2 separate regions of the Mus musculus genome follow, and region 1 is linked to region 2. The links are chromatin contacts, called in public ChIA-PET maps. All regions are on one chromosome and are shown on one strand. The core of a region is the stretch at or near the end of the contact, and the rest is flanking DNA. Distances in the headings are between cores, read along the strand shown.

The links. ChIA-PET counts read pairs in DNA pulled down with a chosen protein or histone mark.
Region 1: a contact with region 2 is called in an RNA polymerase II ChIA-PET map of memory CD8 T cells, with 12 read pairs. The contact joins two enhancer-like sites. A contact is called at or near these places in 1 of 115 datasets of contacts at active chromatin or transcription factors (memory CD8 T cells) and 1 of 9 other capture datasets (embryonic stem cells).

What each region holds. Positions count from the first base shown.
Region 1 is chr14:61,994,555-62,001,343 of GRCm38.p6, reverse strand. No RefSeq gene overlaps it. Among named protein-coding and RNA genes, the nearest start is that of Gm35307, 37 kb to the left of the region's middle. Within about 2 kb of position 2,868, at least 30 of the 459 cell types and tissues checked have an H3K27ac peak or open chromatin away from gene starts, as enhancers often do. A contact at or near this core is called in memory CD8 T cells, where this site is marked.
Region 2 is chr14:61,782,179-61,789,280 of GRCm38.p6, reverse strand. No RefSeq gene overlaps it. Among named protein-coding and RNA genes, the nearest start is that of Gm35247, 32 kb to the left of the region's middle. Within about 2 kb of position 1,315, at least 31 of the 459 cell types and tissues checked have an H3K27ac peak or open chromatin away from gene starts, as enhancers often do. A contact at or near this core is called in memory CD8 T cells, where this site is marked.

The DNA.
Region 1 (6,789 bases), core at 1,619-4,118, 210 kb before region 2:
ATCTGATTTACAGTAGGTCCTTGAACTCTTTCTGTGGTTATCTTCCCAATACCAGAACGTACAATTTGGGTAGATATACTTAGAAGTGGGCAGAATTTTCATATTGATCCCCTGACCTGTGAAGTGAGGGCTATTATGGTTGGAAAGGCTAAATGGATGGCTTTGGAGTTGCCTCTGCCAGGGAAAATAGTGAACCAAAAACAATTTGGAATCCCTGGAGGAGTCCCAGAAAGTAGCACCACCATCAAGGACCTGAAAGATGCAGAGGTACTGGTTCCCACCACATCTCTTATTAGTTCTCCTATCTGGCCAGTGCAGAAGACAGATGGATCAAGGAAAATGACAGTTGACTATTGACAATTTAATTAAGTAGTGACTACTATTGCAGTTGCCATACCAAATATGATGTCCTCACATGAGGAAATGAACACATCTGGTACATGGTATGCAGCTACTGATCTATCAAATGCCTTTTTCTGGGTACCTGTCCATAGGGATCATCCAGAAGCAATTTGCTTTCAGCTGACAAAGTACAGTTTTACCTCAAAGATACATGAGCTCTCCAGCCCTATGCCATAACTTAGTTTGAAGGGATCTTGATTGTCTCTTCCAAAAAAATGTCACACTGGTCCACTATACTGATAACATTAGGCTGACTGGACCAAATGAGCAGGAGGCAGCAACAACTTCGTTGGTAATGTATAGTACATCAGAGGATGAAAAGTAAATCCAACCAAAATTCTAGGGCCTCAGTGACATTTTTAGGAGTCCAATAGTGTGGGGCATGAAGATATATTCCTTTAAACATGAAGAATAAATGATTACACCTGGCCCCTCCCACCACCAAGAAAGAAGCAGACTGCTTAGTGGGCCTTTTTGGATTCTGGAGACAGCATATTCCTCACTTGGGTGTGTTACTCAAGCCCATGTACCAAGTGGTTCAGAAAGCTTCTAGCTTTGAGTGGGGCCTGGAACAAGAGAAGGCTCTTCAACAGGTCCTGACCACTCTGCAGGCTGCTCTACCACTTGGGCCATATGATTCTGAAGACCTGGTGGTACTTAAGGTGTCACTGGCAGTTAGAGATGCAGTCTGAAGCCTTTGGCAAGCCCCTAGAGTTGAATGACAGAGGAAGCCTTTGGGATTTGGGGGGAAAAGGCACTACCATCATCTGTAGATAACTATTCTGTCTTTGAGAATAGTTTGGCCTGCTATTGGGCCTTAGTGGGAAATGAACATTTTACAATGTGCCACCAAGTTACCATGCAACCCAAGCTGCCCATCATGAACCTGGTGTTATCTGACCTACTGATCTATGAAGTTGGACGTGCACAGCAGCAATCAATTATCAAATGTAAGATGTATATGTATATGTATATGTATATGTATATGTATATGTATATGTATATGTATATGTATATGTATATGTATATGTATATATTTGGTCCTGAGGGAACAAGAAAGTTGCATGAAGAAAGTTGCATAAAGAATTTTCCCAAAATGCCTATGGTTTCTACTCCTGAGGCACAGCCTTCTGCTCCCATGCATATACCTATAACCTCATTGGATGTGCCCTATGATCAGTTGACTGAGGAAGCAAAAACCAGGGTCTGGTTTACTGACAGTTTTTCAGACTCAGATACCACGCAGAAGTGGACAGCTGCATCATTACACCATCTTTCCAGGACAACCCTAAAAGATATTGGCAAAGGGAAATCTCCACAGTAGGCAGTGCCCGTGGTCATACATTTTGTTTGGAATGAGAAATGGCCAAATGCATGACTGTTCACTGATTCATGGGCTGCTGGCAGTGTATTGGCTTAGCTGGCCAGGGACCTGGGAAAAATGTGATTGGAAAGACATCTGCTAAAGAAGTATATGGATAGATCTCTCCAAATGGGCAAAGGGTGTAAAAAAAACACTGTGACCAAGGTAACAAAGAGAAGAGTTTATTGGTCATATGGATTCAGAGGATGAGTCCCTGACTGTCATGGCAGAGAGACATGCCCCTGAGACATGTAGACAGACATGTAGTCAGACATGCAGAGAGAGAGAGAGAGCGCGAGAGAGAGCGAGCTAAGTAGGAATGGAATGGCATGGGCTTTAGAAACCTCAAAGCCCACCCCCAGTGACACACCTCCTCTAAGACTACACATTCTAATCCTTCCCAAACAGTTCTACCAACTGGGTACCAAGCATTAAAACATATGAGTCCATGGGGGCCATTTTCATTAAAATCATCATGAGCCTAGATCTCAAAATGATAAAGAGATTAGAATCCCACTATTTCCCTCAAAGGAATACCTCCAATGGCTTAAAATCTCTTCCCAGGACCTACCCATCTATTATCCAGGGATCAAGCTTGGGGCTAAGCCCTTAGCACATGGAGTCTGGGGACACATTGCATGTTAACTGTAGCAGAGAGAAGATAACACTAGATTAGGTTGCGGTATGCAGCCCTGTGGATGGCCATGCACACATATACACAGAATCTAGCTGTTTATCTATCTTTCAAGCTAACAAGGGGTAGCCTGTGTAAAGAAGTTTGTTGTTATACTTAAGTGAAAGCTAATTTCTTCAGTAGGCACACACAAGCCTTCCACTCTCTGCATGCAAGAATGTGATTTCTCTCCACTTGGCCCCATGGCTGCTTTGGTCAACAAACTGGGACTTCCAAGCCTTGAAACAAAAGACCTGATAGCCTTTGCCTCCTCCATCAAGGGTTCCTTGAGGAATTCCGTGAAGTCATATTTTGCAAAGACACCAGGTAGAGAGAAGAGAACCAAGGAAAGCTAAGGCCTGAGCACCCAGCACTGAACACAGCTCCTGCCATCTTCAAGGACAGAAGCTCTGCCCTGCTGAGGAACTGTCAGCTGTAGGGACAGCTTGTTGCAGCTTGCATGTGGTTTCCTGTGTGTAACCAATACGTGAAACTATTCTTCCAAGCAGAACATTTACCTATTTGGCAAAATAACAGCTTCATACTTCAAATGGAAGACTGCTTAACATATAGGAGGTTGTTGTTAGTGTTGCGGCTTGTTCTTGTTTGTGGATGAGTGTAAATTGGACATTGAACATTTCTCATAAAATACTATTTGAATGAGCTAAGTAAAGTCTGAATTAAATTACTTTAAGAATGCACACGATGTGTTCAATGAGAGAAAGATTTTGGCATAGTGTTTCAGGACATTGTCAGCTCCAAAGAGCAATTTGAAGCTTTCCTGTGCTTGGTGGGTAAGAGAGCTTTTCCTTGGTCTCTGCAGGTCAAGGTCTAAGCCTTTTAAAAAAAGCCTGAATTAACAGACAAATAGCAACAAGTGAATTTAATGTCCTCACTTAAGAGAGTGTGATAACAGGAAGTCCTGAATACTCCACAGGTTTTTTCACTCTCTTCACAAAACAGAGGTGGAAAACCAGAGGAGCAAGGGCTGTGCTATGCAAATGATGTGGTCTCTGTGGCAGTTTGCTGTGGTCTTCTTCTTAGCAGCCTGCTGTGGTCATCTCTATCTGAGGTCTTCTTCCTGAAAGAAGAGCTTTCCTGGGCAGAAAGGTGGAGTGGGTATCAGAAAGAAAAGCCTATGCCTGGATGTGTGTTTCCTATACTAATTTAGAGAGAGAGAGAGAGAGAGAGAGAGAGAGAAAAGATATAGATAGATAGATAGATATAGATATAGATATAGATATAGATATAGATATAGATATAGATATAGATATAGATATAGATATAGATGATGTAGATGATGTAGATGATGTAGATGATGTAGATGATGTAGATGATGTAGATGATGTAGATGATGTAGATGATGTAGATGATGTAGATGATGTAGATGATGTAGATGATGTAGATGATGTAGATGATATAGATGATGTAGATATGGATATGGATATATATATAGATATATAGGTATATATAGGATATATAGATTTATAGATTTATAGAGATATATAGAGATATATAGATATATAGATGTAGAGATAGATAGATAGATAATTTAGTTTTTACAAAATAATAGCTTTTCAGAGCTCTTTTGTGCACGTGTAGATCTGTATTTTCTCTAACTGAAAATACGCAAAATAAATAACATTCGAAGTGGATATTTCACCCTCCCACCTCAGCCACTGTATTCTGTACATAGACTGACCAATAGTTTCAGGAAGAAAGCATCCTCTAATTTTTCTGTTTACCACAAAACTTCACATCTATTTCAAGTTAAAATGATGAAGAGAGAAAAAAAATCTCACTTAATCAGCACTTGATAAGGGAGCTCACTGACAATCTCATAGCAAAATCACTTCCTCTTGAATTATTTGAAGTATAGCCAAGAAAACATATTTACTAATAAGTATTTTTGTGGATTTTTAGATAAAATATAAAATACTTTAAAAACAAAACATAGTATCATTATTCTACTCCCAAAATAGTCATAGTAATTATGTAATAGTATCAAGTATCCTATTATTATTTGAAAGATTTTTTTGTTTGCTCATTTGTTGTGTTTTTGGTTGCTAGTTTTATTTTGTTTGAGAATCAAAAATACATTTATGAGGATTGGATAGCTTTGCTTATTTGCTTTTGTCTTGTCTTGTTTTATTTATTTATTGTGTTTGTTTGTTTGTTTGTTTTAATCTATGAGGTATTCTTGCTTTATCTCTCTTGCAGCCCAGGTTTTCTGAGGATAACAACCCACATAACATGAGGAATGGTGTGTGTGTGTGTGTGTGTGTGTGTGTGTGTGTGTGTGTGTGTGTGTTCACACAGTAAAATGCAAGGTCTTGCCTTCATCAATTGGCTCTCCCCTTTGTTTTGTGAGACAGTTTCTTGTTAACCCATACCCTTCTGTTGAGCCGTACTTGCAAATATTTGCTTCATGCTGGTCCTTGTATTTTCATGGTGCAGATTTACATGAGTCTATTCTTAAGCACTTGTCTTAACAGCCATACTAGGGAGATGCAGACACATCCCACATAGCACTTTCCAGAAGTTCGAAAGCCAGCTAATTGGGAAGAAGTTTTTTGCTTACAGGAATCCCTTTTCACATCTAAATCTCTATCCTTGAAATTCATCTTTTGGTTTGTGGACAAGATCATTTTTGTATTAGCAGAAGAATATCCTGTTTCCCCAACAACAGCTCAAAAGCCTGTCTCCTCTCTCACCGAGTTGCATGTGTGATAGAGTCTGTTTCTGGGCTTTTAAAATTCTGATCCACTGCTCCATTTCTTCTCAAAGAAAAAGCATGCTGTTGCTGTTGGTTGGTTGATTTCTGCTTTGTGATTGTTGGGATAAACCTAGAACCTGTGTACACCAGCAAGCTACATTCAGCAATACATAGCTGGGGCTACCTACAGATTGTGGTGTAGGCCTTATGATATTTTGTTATCAGTGTAACCAACCAATTTATATTTTTATTCTTTACTCTTTCTTGATCATTTTTCAAATAAACTTGTTAGCATAGGTAGTTGATTATAAAATGTTGGCAAAACTGTGATATTTATTTGGATTGCATCACATACACAAACTAGGAAGAGTTGAAAACCGTACACTGTTGATGTTTCCATCATCAGGTGTGCTTGAACGTAGCACACCTTTCCATGTGGTCCATCTGACACCTTTGTTTTGGAGGGAATGCACACCATTTTCATTATAGAATGTTTTCTATGACTTGTTAAATGGAGACCTAGGCATTCATCTTTTCCTTCCTTTATTTCTTCCATTCATTCTACTAAAACCAGCAGATCTTACTTCTATCATACAGATTTTGCTTTTTATGTGTGAAGTTTGTGCTATGGCTGGTGGAGCCTTGCTGGCAGAAGCAGAGGTGGACCTTTGAAGACTATCACAGCTCCTGGCTCCTGGTGGGGCCCCTGCTTCCTGTTCTGCAGTGAACATAGAAAGCTCACAACCATCCAGTTGCAACAGATCTGACACCCTCTTCTGGCCTCTGCAGGTACCAGGCACACATGTGCTGCCCATATATACACGCTAGCAGACACTTGTATATAGACAATATATACAAGTTTCAGGGCTTTGAGAGTCAGAGAGGCCCCATTCAGATGCAGTAGCCATAACTTTTTGTTGTTGTTTTAAAGTTTATTTTGGATCTACATAATCTACCCAATGACAGAATGATATTGAAGACCTTGTCACTGTTCCTGTATCTTGACTTTCCAGTCCCTGTATGTCAGTTATGTTTGCTTTATGGAGTTAGGCATACTAACATGTGGAACATAAATATCTACAATTGTTTTCTTCTAGATGGACTGTTTCTCTACTAGTTTTATTCTACTTTATATCTTCTAATTTTGGCTTGACTTACTTTGCCAGATATAGTAGCTATTTCTTCTTGCATCCAGATTTCATTTGTTTCGAGTGTTATTTATTTTATTTTTATCCTATTATTGTGTGTGTCTTTGCCAGTCATGTGAGTTTCGTGCAGACAGGCCTCCAGCCTTTCCTCTTGGTATGAATTAAGCCAGTCACTGCTACCTGGCTATATTCATGACAATGGGCTCTGTGTGTGGAATAGAAGACCCCAGCCTCTGTAGGACCCACGTGAGTAGCTCTCATCAACGGAGTGTGTGGAGTGCTCTAGGAAGTCCTCCCTCTCACCAAAAGCACTTTTCTGATGTACCTATGAAAATGAGACATGTCCAAGCTACAGTAGTAAATTCTTTAGGTGAAATTTATACTAGGCTGGGAGGGGAAGCTATGGCGCTGAAGGGCCAGTAGGCTAGCTTACATCATTCAGGTGAAGCCACACAGAGCTGGTGTCCACCCCCTTCTCAGAAGTCAG
Region 2 (7,102 bases), core at 66-2,565:
AATAAACAAGTCAGCTAATGAATACACAAGAGGGAAGTAAGCGCTAGGCAGACAAGTAAGATGCGATGATGTAACAGTCCGACAAGAGGGAAAGTGGGCTGGGCACAGTGCCATGGGGTGGGGAGGAGCGGTCTCCAAGAGGACGTGCCCTAGAGAACCAGGCATGCGCATTCACATGAGAAGATGTAAGGAGATGGTCCAGCCGTTGTTGTTCAAGCGCGTGTATGACAACATACAGACTGATGTCTGTATGTCCACATGACTCCAACAGCAGCAGGAGAGACCAGTCAGGGGCTGTTCTAAAGAACTGGCTTCTACTACGCTGAGCTGAGCTGCCTCCATATGATGATTTTTGCCCCGTGGCTTTGCTTCCTCAGAACTCTAACAATACGCAGTTGCTACCCTGCTCCTACCTCCTTTCCGTAAGATGAAACAAAAGTAATAACCGCTGAGACCCCTGGTAATCAAAGGTGCTTCCTGGACCATGGCAAATGGGAAAGGGCTGTGAGGGCACGGTAACGGCCATAAACAGGCGGAACCCAAAGTGACTGCATACATCATCAGAGACTCTTTGGGGAAAGCCAGTGGTGGGATATTGGGACTGATTTGAGGTCTCAAACACTGACAGAGTTGGAAGCAACACAAAACTCACAAAGTCATCCTGCTTTGGGGATGTTAAAAGGAAACACTTGTTTGGAAACAATTTTCAAGTGTGAAAAGAATAGGAATTTCCATGGAATCTGGGAGCAGCCCGACCACACAGCTGAAGTTGAAAGATGTGTCACTTGGGGGAACTGAGGTCTGGCTGCTAGCAGCACTCATGATGCTCGGGCACCCAACTGAGAAACCCTGACCTGTGATGCAGTAAGCCAATGACTCCACCCAGAGTAAAGCAGGCTCCTAAACACCTCCCAGTCTTGTTTCTCTTCTCTGCCTTGCCCCAGCATTCCATCTTCAAGAACCATACACCTTGAGTTTCTTTCCACATCACTTCTTCCTTCTCCACTGGTAAGTTCAAGTTCACAGAAAATGTGAAGTGGTTCCTGTGGTACCCTCTCTAACTGCTCCCCAGGTTAGGTTAGAATCAACAGACCAAAGGCTCCCGAAGCAGGTCTTACCCGCTATACATTTGAGAGTGTTGATGTGAATGAACACTTAGCTTTATTGGCCTCTTCTGGGTGGTTTAGTAAAATTAGGCTCCTTCGCGGGCAGTCATATACTGCTATAGCTTGTCTTCCAGGAAGCTCTTTCTACTGCTGCCTACAGCTCCAGAAGTAAACCCTTAAAAGGTGCCTTCTCAGGAAACGTGCAGTCACCCCCCACAGCCTACCATCCTGCTTGCACCTGAGGTGACAGTGACAAATGCACACTGTATAACACTGAGCTGTAAAAGGCAGACTCCCAAGACAGGAAGCAGAAATACACATGGGAACCCCCAGCTGCAGAGAATTGGGGTGCTTTCCTGTTCTCAAGCCTCCATCTCCCGCTTTTGTTTTCTTAGTCTGAAAGGACAAATTTCTCCTCTGCTCTCACTGGGACTCCTCATAATGGATTTAACAGGACCGCTGCCTACAGAAGGATTGTGGTTTTGCTCAAAGCTAAGGCCACTTTGTGTTCAGAGCATTTTATTTATTTTGGGGAGGGGGGCAATGTTCAAGACAGGGTTGTGCTATGTAACAGCCCTGGGTGTCCTGAAACTTATTTGTAGACCAGCCTGGCCTGGAACTCACAGAAATCCACCTGCCTCTGCCTCTGACTCTTGAGTTCTAGGACTAAAGGTGTGCATCACCACACCTGGCATGACTTTAGAGCATTTAGAATGATAAACTTAACTGTATCTTGAAAAGGAAGCGGACATGAACTTGAAAATTGTTCTTATGATAATAACAATGGGTATTTTTAGGCAATTTACTAAGGTTAATAATAATAAACAACAATACTGTCATAAAATTATTTTAAGTCAGGCTTACAGTGTTTAACTCTTGATGTACTCTTAGTTAGATATAAATATGATATTTCAGATAACCATCAAAAATTCAACTTTTCTACTGCAGTAGAATAATATATGCTCATTCATATGATATGATACATGCAAAAGATTGATGTGTAAATAGATACACCATAGAAAGGTTTAAAGCTTAAGACATGCGTTTTCACCTAAACTTCTCATCTTCTTCTCAGCATCACTGAGGGTCCTGTCATGTGCAGAAGACGCTGCTCTGCTCTAGTCTCCCAACCCCTGGCTCTTACGACTTCCCACTTCCTCTTCTGTGATGCTCCCTGAGTCTTGGAGACAGGGTACAGTGTAGATGTCCCATTTGTGACTGAGCACCTCACTGATACTCTCTGTACCTGGACCAGTAGTGACTCTCTGCATTAACCATGCCCACTGTGCAAAGCAACTTCTCTAATGAGGTCTCCACTAATATACAGATGTAGACATATAAATATAGAGAATAGCTCCATACTGTCCATTTAGCAGATCAATAGTAAACAGATTCACCTCCTGAAGCCTGTGACTCACTCACCCAACCATTGGTTCCTTTACAGAACCAGGCAAGTGTTTTGCCCTTTGGAACAGGCCTTAAGTCCAACCACGAAGCAGTTGGTTACTCCTGTGACCTGCCTGCCTCTACCGCACCCATAGGTATGTCTTGCCCCCCTGGTCATTATTGCTGTCCACAGGGTTTACAGCACAGTAACACTATTGATGAACCTTCCAGTGCTGGGAAGGCCAGCCAGCAGAGAGAAAGCTTACTGGTCGGTACTAACTTTGTTTCTCCGCACCCTGTGACCAAGGTAAGTGGTGGTTTCTGCTTCACTCACATCAGAACCCACCTCTGTGTCAGAGTCTCCACATTCACAATCCAGAACCACCTTTATACTTCAGCACAAATAGTTTATGTGTAACATATAATGATGCTTTTCAAAACCAAGTCTTTCAGTTTTGTTTCATCCCAGTCTATATTTCAGATTTCATGAAAAAATCTGTTAGCTTCTCCCCAAAGCCTTGGGATGGTTCACATTTCTGATTAGTCATCTCCTGCCATCTGTGGCTTACTGCTCTAGTAAACTGACAACATGTGAGGGTTTCAATGACAGTGCCATGCTCTCCTGATAACAATATTTGAAAAGACAGGAAAAATACCCTAAACTAAACCCAAGTGGAAATAGCAAACTTAGGAAAACAGATGATAATGTAGACCCCATTTCAATTAGTAAATTGCCAAATACCTACCAAGCCTGGTGGTACACACCTGTAATCCTAGCAGTTAAATGGAGCAGGAGGGGCAGGAATTCAAGGCCATCCTCAGCTATGTGATGTGTTCGAAGCCAGCCTGTGCTACAAGACCCTGCCTCAAAAAAAAAAAAAAATCAAAGCCATTAAAATTAATGATCAAGTGTTGATGGGTAGAGAATGTGACACAGGGAACTCATTTGCTGCCTCTGATGCCATTAGTTAATTTAATTTAATAAATTCTATTTAAATAAATAGAATTTTCTCTTTTTAAAGAAATTCTGCCTTGAATTTAGTTGGAAAAGTAACACAGATCACCAACCATCTTCAAATAGTGTGGTGGGTGAAGAGGGTCATATCAGTCCAACTGTCTTTGTGCTGGCAGATAGAGGCCTTTCCCTGGGCTGCCAAGGGGGTCTGGGCACCTGGGGTCTGAGATCCTGAACTGAAGCTGCAGCCTTGACAGTGGTTGGCTGACAGAGCCTGCAACTCTTAGCCAGGTAGTCACATATTCACTTCCCAGGTTTTGGGGTGGAGAATGAAAGCAAGTCCACAGAGCTTGTCGTTGGCACCCTTTAGCATTTTGGGCTTCATGGGAGCCTTGTTTGATAGCCTGGGCACATTCACTCATTGCCTTGTGCATGGTCTTAGCGGCTTGAGGTTGATGCCACTGAGAGATACCTAGACTTGTGACCAAGGTTTCTTGATGCCATTTCTGTCCCAAAAATTTTTGGGACTACTTGTGTGGGGTCTGGCTCTTCAACTGGGCACACCCACAGCTCCCAAAACATCTGAGACCAGAAAAGAAACAGAAATCTTATCTCTCTTTGACAAGTAATGCTGAAGTCCCACGATGTTATTTGAAAGGTGTAGCCATTTGAGATGTTTCTGTGTACAGCAAAATCTCCCTTAGCATTCTGTCAGTCAAGTGCATTTGTGAAAGGAGCCCGGTGCCTCTCTGCACACACAGCCAGTAGTCGTTACTGTGTTATAAACATTTGTCCACCTGCCTTTCCACTACCCACTCTGTGAAGGGCAGAACTTCTGGACTGTTAGTCACCACTGTATCTTCAGTGCTCAGCACAGTGTCCAAGAGTATTATAACAAAGTTTCACCAGAATAAGTGAACTGCTGGAGTGGACATTCTGCCATAAGACAGAACAGAGAGAATGATGCCTAGCTCTCTCTATACTACCTCACTCTGGCCAGGAGGAGGCTCAGTGCTTACATTCAAGGCTCAGTGTATCCCAGCCAGCAGTTTTCGTCACATGCTCCTTTTTCATCTTTTCTTCTTTGTAGTCTTTGTCTTGAGATCATGTATTTTGGCCTTAGTGCATCTGTGTAAGCCATCTCAAATCCGCTCTAAATAAAACCAAAGAGCTAGCCAAGGACGGTGTTGTGTACGTAGAATCTGAGGTTTTGAGAGTCAGGAGGATCATGATTTTAGACCAGCCTCAGGTACACAGGGAGACCATTTCGGAAATTATTAATTAATTAATTAATTACATATAATAATTATATAACATAATATAATGTTATATTATATTATTATTAATTATGCTGTTCTAGTCAGTTTTATCATTTCAATTTATAGGCTGCAATTCAGCACCAAGAGAATCCAAAACACTCAAAGCAGGAACCTTAAGCAGGAACTATAGAAGAAGGGTGCTTGATCTCAGGGTCCTGTCCAGCTAACTTCCTTATACAGCCCAGAACCACCTGCCCAGGGATGCTGCTGCCCTCTCATATCCATTAGCAGTCAAGACTATACCCCCACAGACGTGCCATGGGCCAGTCAGATGGAGAGAATTCTTTTTCTTCTTTTTCTTCTTTTTTTTCTTCTCTCCTTTCTTCAAATTTTTATTTTATTTTTAATTGAAAATAAAATTATTTTCACACAATATATCTTAATCACAGCTTCTCCCCCCCCCCTGTCTTATCCCAGACCTTCCCCTCCTCCCCACCCACTCTTCCAAATCTATGACTTCTTTCTCTCTCTTCTGAAAACAGTCAAATAAAAAGGATGAGCAAACAAGGATAAGACAAAATGAGCGAAATAACAAACAAAAAGAAAGAGAGAGAAATAACATGAAAAGTACACAACATGCACACATACACACACACACACACACACACACACACACATACACACTTGCAATAAAACTTCAAAATCAGAAACCATAACATATACAAGCAAAACAAAACAGTGAGAGAGCCAGGCACAGTATCACACACCTTTAATCCCAGCACATGGAAGGCAGAGGCAAGCAGATCTCTGAGTTCAAGGCCAGCCTGGTCTACAAAGTGAGTTCCAGGCCAGTCAGGACTAACAGAAAAACCCTGTCTCTGCCCCTCACCCACTAAAAAAACAAACAAAACAGTAGAGACAAAAAAAAAAGAAAAAAACTTCAAAAATACTTTCAAGTTCATTTTGTGTTAGCTATCTATTGCACAAATGGGGCCTACCATGAACTGTAGTGAATAGACTCAGCGAAACTCCATTGGAGAAAACTACTTTTTCCATTGCAAGTGGGTTTCAATTGCAGATTTCTCATTAAGAGCATCCCCATCTCAACACTGAATCCTGCCTGGCTTTGACCTATGCACATGCTGCCACAGTCTCTGTGATCTCAGATGTGAGTCAGCCCTGCTGCGGCTGGAAGACTCTGTTCCCTTGGTGTCCTCCATCCCCTCTGGCTCTTGCAATCCTCCTGCCTCCTCTTCTGCAGGCAGAAGCTCCTGAGCCCAGGGGAGGAGTTCATGAAGACGTCCTATTTAGGACTGGGATTCCAAGGCCTCCCACTCTCTGCACATTGTTCAGTTGTGGGTCTTCCTGCAGGAGGACACTTCTCTGATGATGTCTGAGTGAGACACAGATCTACGAGTAAAGCAGAAGGTTGCTAAGAGTCGGTTGGGTTTATTTTGGATTTGGGGGGGAAGGGGGGGTTTGAGACAGGGTTTCTCTGTGTAGCCCTGGCTGTCCTGGAACTCACTCTGTAGTCCAAGCTGGCCTTGAACTCAGAAATCCACCTGCCCCTGCCTCCCAAGTGCTGGGATTAAAGGCGTGCGCTGCCACGCCCAGCAGGAATCGTTTTTTTTTTTAGCTTAGCCATAGTATTTGGTTTTTCTTTTCTTTTTTTTTGTTTTTTTTTTGTTTTTTTTTTAATTAGGTATTTTCCTCATTTACATTTTCAATGCTATCCCAAAGGTCCCCCATACCCACCCCCCCAATCCCCTACCCACCCACTCCCCCTTTTTGGCCCTGGCATTCCCCTGTACTGGGGCATATAAAGTTTGCAAGTCCAATGGGCCTCTCTTTGCAGTGATGGCCGACTAGGCCATCTTTTGATACATATGCAGCTAAAGACAAGAGCTCCCGGGTACTGGTTAGTTCATATTGTTGTTCCACCTATAGGGTTGCAGTTCCCTATAGCTCCTTGGGTAATTTCTCTAGTTCCTCCATTAGGGGCCGTGTGACCCATCCAATAGCTGACTGTGATCATCCACTTCTGTGTTTGCTAGGCCCCGGCATAGTCTCACAAGAGAGAGCTATAACTGGGTCCTTTCAGTGAAATCTTGCTAGTATATGCAATGGTGTCAGCATTTGGAAGCTGATTATGGGATGGATCCCTGCATATGGCAGTCACTAGATGGTCCATCCTTTCGTCACAGCTCCAAATTTTGTCTCTGTAACTCCTTCTATGGGTGTTTTGTTCCCATTTCTAAGAAAGGGTAAAGTGTATTTGGTTTCTCTGTAGGTTCATGGTCTTCCTATTCAATCTCAGGTTCTTGACCATCTGATTAGTGTCAGACGTGGATTCCATCTTGTGGAGTTGGCCTTAAATCCAACCAAATAGTGGTTGG